Regions from separate parts of the Sus scrofa genome. Here region 2 is linked to region 1. Evidence: chromatin contacts called from public Hi-C data. All regions are on one chromosome and are shown on one strand. The core of a region is the stretch at or near the end of the contact, and the rest is flanking DNA. Distances in the headings are between cores, read along the strand shown.

Region 1 (5,704 bases), core at 806-3,305:
CCAATCCTGTTGCGCCACAATGGGAACTCCCCCCCCTTTTTTTTCTGAAGTATTTTACTTTATTTCCATTTTTAAAAATTTTATAGAAATAGAGTTGGTTTACAATGTTGTGATTTTGCTGTGGTTATTTTTTGTTTGTTTGTTTTTTGTTTTTGTTTTTGTTTTTGCTGTGGTATTCTAAAGGAAATTCCAGATGCCATGCTATTCTATCCTTAAGTTCTACTAAAGTGTGCATCTCCAAAAAAGGGGGGAGATTTTCTTACATAAAGTGTCATTATCACGCCTAACAAATTTAAAATATTTTCCTTTTTTTTTTTTTTTTTTTTTTTTGTCGTTTTTTTGCCATTTCTTGGGCCGCTCCCATGGCATATGGAGGTTCCCAGGCTAGGGGTCTAACTGGAGCTGGAGCTGCTGGCCTACACCAGAGCCACAGCAACTCCTAAAATATTTTCTTAATATAACTTAATACCCAGTTCATATTCATTGGCCCTGATGATCTAAAAAAAAACAAAAACAAAAACAAATCCCTTTTAAAAAAGTAAAGACCATTGAAACTTTCTGCTTGTCATATTGATTGTTTTACAAATGCCAGAACCAAGCAATCACACATTAGAAAAACGTATGTGGGTTTTTCTTTTTTTAAAGTTAGCACATTCTGGAGTTCCCGTCATGGTGCAGTGGTTGACAAACGAATCCAACTAGGAACCATGAGGTTTCGGGTTCGATCCCTGGCCTGGCTCAGTGGGTTGGGGATCCGGCGTTGCTGTGAGCTGTGGTGTAGATCGCAGACATGGCTTGGATCTGGCGTTGCTGTGGCTCTGGCGTAGGCGGGTGGCTATAGCTCCGATTAGACCCCTAGCCTGGGAACCTCCACATGCTGCAGGGGCAGCCCTAAAAAAGCAATAATAATAAAAATTTAAAAAATAAAGTTATCACATTCTAAAAGGAAGGGCTTAGTAATCAGTCCTGGTTGTGACTCCTACTATATCTGTGATATTAACAAACATACACATACACACCACACACACATAAAATATTACAAATCTTAAGATGGTCAGAGCTGCCTGGCTGTAAAGTTTAAATCAGGTCAAAATAGTTTGAAGCAAGTGACTAGGCTGTTCAAGATCTATTTGAAGGAGATGCATCTAAAAGAAATATTTGCAGTGTGGATATGCAAATGGACAAAATAATAAATCACACCACACAGCAGCAATTTAGTTTCCCAATTTATAATAGCTAACCTAAACACCTCTTACTAGTACACTGCTAACACAGTACCTTACATGAAAGAACAGAGGAAATGATTTCATTAACTGATGCTTCAATGGCTAGCTAAGTATTTGTATACCCCACAAGCATGTATCCAAAATTTACAGAAACAAAGCAGCCGTAGCAACCAAAATATTGATTAGATCATAAAACTCAACATTATTAACTCAAATATCTTCATGCTTTGTATAAAACTAATTGCTAGGCCAGGGAATGCAATTTCTGACACAATTACTGGGAATGGGGCTTTAATGACTTTATCTTAATATTCTGCATAAGTAAATAGTAGCTCCCTGATTCACAGCACAGAGGAAATCAAATATATTTCTCACCAGGAGCCCAGGTGATTCTTTACCTGAAGTCAGACCCATGAACATTCCAAATTTGAAATTTGTGTTCCTGAAGCAGTACACATTCTCAGGCCAACCTCGGTATCTGATGGGACATTATCCACCGGAAAGTCGTGTAAAGGAAAACAAACATAAGTGTAAGTCATCAACAGTGAACTATATCTCTATTACCAGATGCCCCATGTAGTCATCGCTGTTTTGTTTTGTTTTGTGTTTTGTTTTGATGGCATCGTGCAGCAGCTTGATGTGGAATCACAGTTTTCAGGTCAGAGATTGAACCCCAGGATATAGCACTGGCAGTGCCAAATCCTAACCACAAAACCATCAGGGAACTCGTGTCATTTGCTGCTTTGACACTGCAAACACTCCAGTCAGCTTCAGGGCTATTTAGGGAAGTGTCACTTAAGGGACACTTAGTGCTCATATTGTGTGTTTCCTGTCAGGAGCCTGGCAACCCTTTCCCCACATATCTTAGGACATAGCCAGGCGTGGCTTTGTTCATTGCTATAGGACAGGAAAGACAAGAGGAGTCAAGACTTAGAAGCAAATTTTCCTCCTGCAGTGGAGAGAAGCCAGGGAGACACAGCCAGCCAAAGGATCAGTGAGGGAGAACTTAGCACCTGGAGGGTATAGTGCCAGCAAGATGTTTGAAAGGGGCAGCTCCATGCACAACAGTGGAGGTGTCACAACAGACAGGCAAAGTATGACAATTGATAATCCCGGAGATGATGATATTCAGAAATCTAGGGAAGTAGGTCAGCAGGGGCCAGCACCTGGGCATAGGCTTTAGGGAGGATTTATGGGTGGATAGAGGCTGAGGTTATCAGAACAAGACAGAAGCCCAGGGTTTTATTCAGGGTATAGTTGGGTATAGCTGCTGTGACAAAGAGCTCTAACATAACATGGCTTCCATGATACAGAATTTTATTCCCCTCTCATGCAACACTGCAAAACAGGAAGGGCCCCACAGTTCCATGAGGTGGTCTAGGAACCCAGGAATGCATCCTCTACTCACAGCTCCCTTTGCTGTGTCTGAGGTTGTTGCTGCAGCTGTTCTCTCCTCTTGCTGCAGCTGGCTGACCAGCACCATGTTGGAGTCTGGCCTGCAGGAGGGATGAAAGAGAACAGGGAGGGCTTGAAATGCAAGAGGCAGAAGTTGCACGCATCACTTCTACCCATTAGGTCAACCTCATCATATGGCTATCAGTCCCAGTTGTCAGAGAAACTGGGAAATGTAGCCTCCATCTAATACGAATGTGTGTCCAGCTAGAAGTTAGGTGGGAGGGTTAGTTTCCTACAGCTATGTAACAAATGTGTCGACTTCAAACAAGAGAAATTTATCCTCTTGCTGTTCTGGGGGCCAGAAGTCTGAAATCAGAATCACTGGCCAAAATCAAGGTGTTGTTGAGACTGCACTCCCTGCAGAAGCTTTAGAGGAGAATCCCTTCACTGCCTCTTTCAGTTCCTGATGGCTGCCGGCATTCCATGGTTTGTGGCCGTGTCAGTCCATCCTTGCCTCCATGGTCACAGCCCCTTCTCTTCTGCCTGGGTGAAACCATTCCCTATCTCAGAAACATATGCATGATTGCATTTTTAGGGCCCATCCAGGTAATCAAGATCCTTAATTACATCTGCGAGATCGTTTTTTCAAATAAGATAACATTTAGAGGTTCCAGGGATGAGGACCTGGTATACGGAGGTGGGCAGATTACTTAGCCTACTACAGGGGTACTCAGTTACCCAGAGGAAGAAGGAGAAAATGGGCTCTGTAACACCCAGCAGTCTGAATCAGGAAATTCTGCTCCATGCAGCAATGGTGCATTGGTACCAATGCTAAGTACCAAAGAGTTTGTCCCCAGTTCTTCACATTTTCCCAGGTGCGTTCTAGATTGGTGCAGGGCCTGAACCATGCTAGGCCCTGGCTGGGGCCAGTTCAGGAAGGTGGCCTTGGATATGGGGAATGGAGGGCCACTGAACAAAGGAAGCTGGCAGGCAAGCAGCGTGTGCCTTGAAAACAGTATCATGCACAGTGAGAAGCTTCCGTGTTACCCAAGGACACACAGGAGGTTCTTGGGCAAGTAAATAAGTACTGAGACCTTGGCAAAGCAGATCATAGCCCTTTAAGACAGAAGGGTGCCTTTCACCTCCACCTTCCTTACCTTCCTCACACGCAGCCCCCCTGCCCCATAAAATATCCACATGGTTCAGATGCTTGAATGAAATGGCAAAGTCCCCTTTTACCCACTTACCCATTCGACTCCCCAGAATTAACCACTGTTAACAGTTTGATCCTTCCTGGAGTTCCCGTCGTGGCGCAGTGGTTAATGAATCCGACTAGGAACAATGAGGTTGCGGGTTCCATCCCTGGCCTCGCTCAGTGGGTTAATGATCCCACGTTGCCGTGAGATGTGGTGTAGGTCACAGATGTGGCTCGGATCCCACATTGCTTTTGCTCTGGCATAGGCTGGCAGCTACAGCTCTGATTAGACCCCTAGCCTTGGAACTTCTATGTGCCACGGGCGCAGCCCAAGAAATGGCAAAAAGACAAAAACAAAACAAAACAAAACAACAAAAAAAAACCCAAAAAACAGTTTGATCCTTGACTGGCATCATATGTTTATAAACACACCCAGAGGGAAATATAGCTGTTCTTTTTACATAGATGGGATTGTGCCTTACATGTGTTTTATTTATTCACTTAATAATCTATCATAGACATCATTGCTTGGCAATAACAACAATAAATTTAGTGCTCATGATATGCCAGGCAAGATGCTGAGCACTTCACATTTTTTTTTCTTTCTTTAAGACTGCACCTGCAGTATATGGAAGTTCATGGCTGAGGGGTCATATCAGAGTTGCAGCTGCCTGTCTATGCCACAGCCAAAACAGAACCGGATCCGAGCTGCATCTGTGACCTATGCCAGAGCTTGCCAGGGATTGAACCCACATCCTCACAGACTCTATGTCAGGTTCTTCAGCTGCTGAGCCACAATGCGAACTCACTTTATATGTTCTTTATTTCACATCATGCTCACAGCTACCTCCTTGGCTAAATACTATTATTTTCCCCTCTTAAAGATGATAGTAACAGGGAGCTCAAGTGTCTTGGCCAAGGTCACATACTCAGTGAGAGGCCAAGCCAGTATTTGAACCCAGATCTCAATCTTTGCTAGCATCCTTTGCTATCATGCTTCTGTGTTGGACGTGCTTGTAAGTCTTGCTTTTCCATCAGGAGGCTCATCAGCTGTTATACAAAATAAGCTTAACTTTTGCATCACCGCCTCTTAGACTTCCTTGGAAACTGAAGTGGTCTCCCTGGTTACTGGCTGTCCCATAGGGCATGTGTCTTCAGCTGCTCCAGTTGACTTGTGCTGGGAAGGAGCCCTCAATTCCATTCTAGTGGTTGCCCCTGCCCTCGTCCTCCTCCGCTAACCTTCTCTCTGGCTCCAAATTTGTACTCTTAAGCCCTAGTGGATCTGCTCCAGTGTCTGTCACCCCTGCTCAGATAAGCTGGCCCTGCTTGGAATCTTCTGCTTAAAAATCTACAGTCATAAATGATTTTTGTTTTTGTCTTTTGTCTTTTTAGGGCTGCACCTGGGGCATATGGAGGTTCCCGGGCTAGGGGTCGAATCAGAGCTGTAGCCGCTGGCCTACACCACAGCCACAGCAATGCAGGATCCGAGCTGCATCTGCAACCTACACCACAGCTCATGGTAATTCCGGATCCTTAACCAACTGAGTAAGGCCAGGGATTGAAACCAAGTCCTCATGGGTATTAGTCGGGTTTGTTAACCACTGAGCCACGATGGGAACTCCATGAATGATGTTTTCTTGACTCCTCTATTTTTTGCTATAGCAAATAGAAAGTCTTGGTAATCGTCAGCAGCCAACATCAACCTTTCCTCCTTGGTCTCCCAGTTAACCTGGAGCAGGCAGCAAGGGCCTAGTGCCAGCAAGACCTCTGCTTGCCTCCTGGGGCATCACCATGGAAACAGATGCCATAGAAGGGCTACATCCCCCTGCCTGTCCCCAATCACCTTCTGGGGGCTCTGTACCTCTCCTTTCCCCCTTGCCTACCTTCC
Region 2 (5,704 bases), core at 812-3,311, 150 kb after region 1:
AAATATAAATTTTACCCAGTCTCCATGCACTGAATTATAATGAGCATAGTTAAATAATATATATTTTGATTTTTAAAATTATTTATTTATTATTATTATTTTGGCTGTGCCCACAACATGCAGAAGTTCCCAGACCAGGGATCCAACCTGAGCCACAGCAGTGACAGTGCTGAGTTCTTAATCACTAGGCCACCAGGGAACTCCCAAGCGTGACTTTTTTTTTTGGCTGTGCCCTCAGCATGTAAAGTTTTCAAGCCAGGGATTGAACCCATGCCACTGCAGGAACCCAAGCCCCTGCAGTGACAATGCTGGATCCTTAACCCCTGCTGCACCACAAGAGAACTCCCTATTTTGATATTTAAAAATCCTCAAATTTGTGTAGCAGCTGATAAGTTTTGGCATATGCTATTTTAAACAGTGCTCCAATGGCAGAAAAAAAGTCACAACGCTACTTAGAAAGGTGCACACACACAATACAGATTTTAAAAGTATAAGGGGAGGTTGAGGATAGATACATATATACCTATATACAAATACTTAAAGATTGTTTTTTCTGTCAAAAATTAAATTGACAGAAAAAAGTAAAAAATCAAAAGCATACTACCTTTACATAGCAGTAGTAAATTATACTCAAGAGTTTGCCCTTGATCAAAATATTTTACACTTTAGCTATTAAGAAAGACAAAAGCTATAGCAGAAACTGTTAGAGGCCTCTTTTGCTATGGATTCTTGTTAAAGAACACCAGTATAAAACCATGAAGCTTTAATTTTTATTTTGTTTATATATAAAAAAACATTGTCAGTGTTAACAACATAAGTAAAAATATGTATGGGTAGATACGGTACTTAGAAGTATGAACTTCAGTTCACTTGTAGAATTTTTTTTTTTCACTTGTAGAATTTTTTAAAACTTTCATATTTACTGTAACAGCATATCTTATAGAAGATAGCTGTAGTTGCTGTAGTTTCTTGACAAAGGAGGGGGTGGAGGAAAGAGGGAGATCTCTGATTACTGAGTGCAGAGATCAGGTGTATGCTCCAGGCACCAGAGGGCAAGCTCCAGTTTTAAGTAAAAATGGCCTCAAAACAAGGGTAACACCCACCTTCGTGGGTCTTTGCATAAATCAATGCTGGTCAGCATAACATGAACATCTGAAAATGCCGTGGTCACGGCATATGCACAGATCATATATTTCCTACCGACTGTTATTAATGATTCCTTAAACAATTGACAGAAATCCACAAGCGAGGACTCCTGCTTAAGAAGTGTGTGGATATTTCCTTTAGTTTTAATGTTCTTGAGGGAACCAGCAACCAGCCAAAGTTGGCATGTCTTTTAAAAAAAATTATTGTCTCCCAGTGGCCAGTGCAGTTGGTATTAAAGGCAAACTTCTGCCCTCTGTGCAGATGCTGGGCAACCCTGTGAACAGTGCTGTCCCCCGGAGCGCCCATCACTCATTGTGTGGAGCAGTGTCTTTTTCCATGAGCACTTTGTGGCAGTTCATTCTTTGTATGAATCTGTGAATGGCATATGTCAGGCCAATAAGACGACAGTCCTATTCTGGGTAATAAATAGATGCCTTGTTTTTTTGTTTTGTTTTGTTTTTTTCCTTAAAGATCATGAGACAGACATGCTTGACTGTCTAAAAATTTTCTTTGAAATACAGGTAAAATTTTCAAAAGCAAAACATGGCAATATCTTTGCTCACAGATGATTCCTCTTGGGACAAAACAGATACTTATCATTTAAACAAGCCCCACCTTCAGTGAAAACTCCCTTGTGGAAATTCTGCTCTCTTTGTGGTCCGAGGACTCCTAAAGCTGGAAAGCCTCGTTCGTCTCCTCTCAAGCTCTCCCGTCCCTTCTCTGAACTTAATTGGGAATCCCTGCCAGGATGCACTGAAGCAAACCCCACAATTTGATGTATCTATCTTAGCAAGCCGGGAGCACAGAAGCTGTATTCTGCACCCGCTGCAGCTTTCAGTTCAGAATGGAGTCGGCATCTGCTCTCTCGTCTGGCCTCCTCCTCACACTTGCATGCCGCGTGTCCGGAGCTGGCCTGGCCCCTGGACAGGGGACGTCAGGGCAGAGCCGGGGCTGAGTGGAGTGAGCAATGCGGATGCGTGGGGTGGGGGCCGGGGTAGGGGGGAGGAGAGTGGAGGGCAGATCTGGAGCTGACTGTGCAACTGCTATAGCAGGTCTGACTAGTTTTAGGTGCCCAAAGGCAGCTTTGTTTCTCTAGTAACTCCAGGGAGCAGCAAACCTCAGTTCTTAGAACTAATTCACGTCTGCACTACTATCTTTTTGTCCCTTTGCAGAAACCTGTAGCTTTGCAGAGTTGTTACCTCATTCTAAGCTTTTTTCCCTCTAAAAACCTTCACAGGCAGTTAACCAAAAAGAAGATGCTAGTAAACCAGGCGTTTTTGTGCTTCTAAGGAGTTTCATGTAGAATAGTGAAGGGATAGGGATTCTGGCTCTTCAGCACACACACACTCACACTCACTCTCTCATGTTTATAGTGGTCTGTGTGAACCTGTTGAACCAAAGTAAAAAGTTTTCCTTGATCAGGCCATGGTCAGAAAATTAAATAACAAAGCGTTACTTGCTGCAGATCAACCTTTAGCCCCTTGCTCTGCTCTCCTGGCCGACTGCTTATCATTCCACGCCAGCCTCGGCTTCTGGGCTTCAAGCAGGCCTGCTGGAGTACCCCACCCTGGGGATTAGAAGTGTTGAGTTAAACTCAGAGAATCTGAAAGTCCCAAGGTCATCTCTACACCAGAACAGGTTTGCATAAAATTCTAGCCACACCAATGAGATAACGAGTTGGCAACTGTTTTAATCTGATCCTCCCTTGGTGGTTTATCCCATTTTACAATAATACATGATACAGATTTGCTTTTCAGATTTCTTTCCTTTTTAAAGGAGGGAACTTCCATGTACATGTATACGTCTGTGTTTTCCCTGCTGTCATAGCAAACTGATCTGGCAGAGGAATTTGAGCACCTTAGTCTGTAGCTGATGAAGAAATTTTTGCCACCGCCTCTCTGCGTGTCACCACCATTGCAATCAATAGTCTTTCCTGAACAGTTTTTTAAACAGACTGCTTTTAAAAATATTTGTATAATGTCCAGAAATACAAAATAAAAGAGATTTTACCTGATGATGGTTGTTAGCGATCTAACGGTAGTTGGTGAAAAAAGTCAAAATGTGGATTCTTCTAGTGGCACCTGCTGTCTTGCTTCTGAAGCCCCTAAAGATAGGATGAATGGAATGTTCCAGGGTGGCAGCGGGGTAGAGGAGATGCAGGGTTTCCTTAAAGGTCCCTGAAGATCACTGAAATACGGAAAGGTAGTTTCCTTAAAAAAATAAATATTTATTACAGTCAGTGTGGTACTCTGATTACTTTTTTTTATTTTTTTTATTTATTCATTTATTTATTTGTTGTTGTTGTTGTTGTTGTTGCTATTTCTTGGGCCGCTCCCGCAGCATATGGAGGTTCCCAGGCTAGGGGTCCAATCGGAGCTGTAGCCACCGGCCTACGCCAGAGCCACAGCAATGCGGGATCCGAGCTGCGTCTGCAACCTACACCACAGCTCACGGCAACGCCGGATCCTTAACCCACTGAGCAAGGGCAGGGACCGAACCCGCAACCTCATGGTTCCTAGTCGGATTCGTTAACCACTGCGCCACAACGGGAACTCCTGATTACTTTTATTGTTTTTGACTAAATGGGTAAAGTTCTGTTGACTCATTAATTATCAATACCCAGAGGTCCTTGTGAAGACATACATTTTATCTCAAAATAGCCCCAAAGTAGTTATTTTTTAAAATGAATGGCCACTGAGCTCCTGCCATATAGCACAGGGAACTATATATCTAGTCACTTGTGTTGGAACATGATGGAGGATAATGGGAGAAAAAGAATGAATATATATATTCATTAAAAGTATATATAAAGTCTGTATATAAGGTTTTATATATATGTAAAACTGGGTCACTTTGCCGTATAGCAGAAAGCGACAGAACACATTGTAAATCAACTATAATAGAAAAAATAAAGATCTTTTTAAAAAATGGCTGCCATATTTACAAAGTATCATTCACTGCCCTCAAGTTTAATTTGTATCCTCATCTCTTTTTTCTACTTCGTGAATTGTTCAAGTATATGATATAAAGCTTAAATTATCTTTGTAAAACCTTATCAGGATCCTGCCTAATTCTTAGAATTAACTCAAGTAAACATTCTGAATATGTATGTTGCTTACATGGGACATGCATTTACATAGTAGAATAGTTATTGCCTCCCTTTTACATGACTCAAGTATATTTCTTTTATCTTATAACAAATGTTTATACTCATGTGTCATATTTAGAAATGTGATAATTTTCTTTTAAAGAATCTATTTAGACCATACAGTCTGTTTTGTTTTATTCAGTGAGTATATAAGTAAATAACGTTTCTCTGGTTTTCCTCTTTAGATTGTATATGGAAGATGAAAAGTGAAATATACCCTGTATTTGTGAGGAATATAAAGCATGTCTTTTAAATGATGTTTCCCAGTAATAAAGCATTCCCAATTTGAAAGCAAAGAAGATTAAAAACTAATAATAACCTAAGAAACACTTCCATAAAAACACTTCCTGATGTGGCATACTTAGCTTTTGTTAGTTTTACTCAGAGGCAAAAGCAGGCTAACAAAACCTAGAAGGTAATCTTTTAACTAAGATGCAATTTTATTTTTCCAAGTTTGTCCTAACAAATTATGTTTACCTGTTTTAGTATGTTTTATCTATCTGAGGGCCCTCTTTTAAAAGAATTTTTTTTTAACTGTCACATGCTTTTTTGGCAAAGCATTTGGTTTCTGCCCTAAGCCCCCCCCCATGTTGTTTATTAAGGGTCTCTAGTGTGAGGGGAAAAACAAGATATCTTTGGGGAAAAGATGGTACAAGAGGGTTGAAACCAGAATCCCATCCAAGCAATTACAAGTACATGAGAAAAAAATATTTTCATTATGCACGGGAATGGGGGTAGGGTGAGGCTGGCTGGCCTTTATGGGCATATAACCTTAAGGGAAAGCAATTCAAATCTAAGAATTCCGTCCCTTAATGATTTGAGGCTTTCAATTCAGCATGCTAAAGATGTGTTCCTGACACCAAATTAGTATGGAGTAGCATCATAGTTTTAATGACTACAGTCGTATATTACTTATAAAAATAACATAATAGTTCATGTTTACCAAGTTTCATATGGAAAGATTGATGGTAATAGTTCATCTCTTACAGCCATTATTATCGAACATACAGTATCATAGAACAGCAACTTGTGATTTGAATAGAAAAGGATTCCAGCAAGTTACGCAGTCAGCTTGCTTCATTATCTGTCTGGGTTACATTTTACGATTAAATGGCTCCTCCCCAATATCCTTTATGAAGTTTTCCCATATAACTGCCTGAAAGCATTTCTGCTCGTGTGGAGGTAATTTCCTGTTATTAAAAAGCAATAGGATTATTGAAGGCTTTTCTATCCTAGTAAAATTTCTACTGCTAACCTTCAAACTCAATGTGTGGTTGGAAGGTCCCTATAGGACCCTCACTGCAAATTCTGAACTGCTGGATTCTCCCAGTCCACGTTTGATGAATCGGGTTGTATGTTTGTTGTTGTGTGTCCTCACTTCAGGAATCCTCCAGGGATTTTAATCGTGGC

The links. Hi-C and Micro-C count contacts between places; a contact is called where the count stands out from the background.
Region 2: a contact with region 1 is called in a Hi-C map of liver, with 4 times the contacts expected there. A contact is called at or near these places in 2 of 47 Hi-C or Micro-C datasets (embryonic fibroblasts and liver) and 2 of 2 datasets of targeted methods (alveolar macrophages and skeletal muscle).

Annotation. Positions count from the first base shown.
Region 1 is chr3:77,147,281-77,152,984 of Sscrofa11.1, forward strand. No RefSeq gene overlaps it. Among named protein-coding and RNA genes, the nearest start is that of SERTAD2, 42 kb to the right of the region's middle.
Region 2 is chr3:77,295,825-77,301,528 of Sscrofa11.1, forward strand. All of the region lies in intron 1 of SERTAD2 (SERTA domain-containing protein 2), which reads left to right. Among named protein-coding and RNA genes, the nearest start is that of SERTAD2, 110 kb to the left of the region's middle.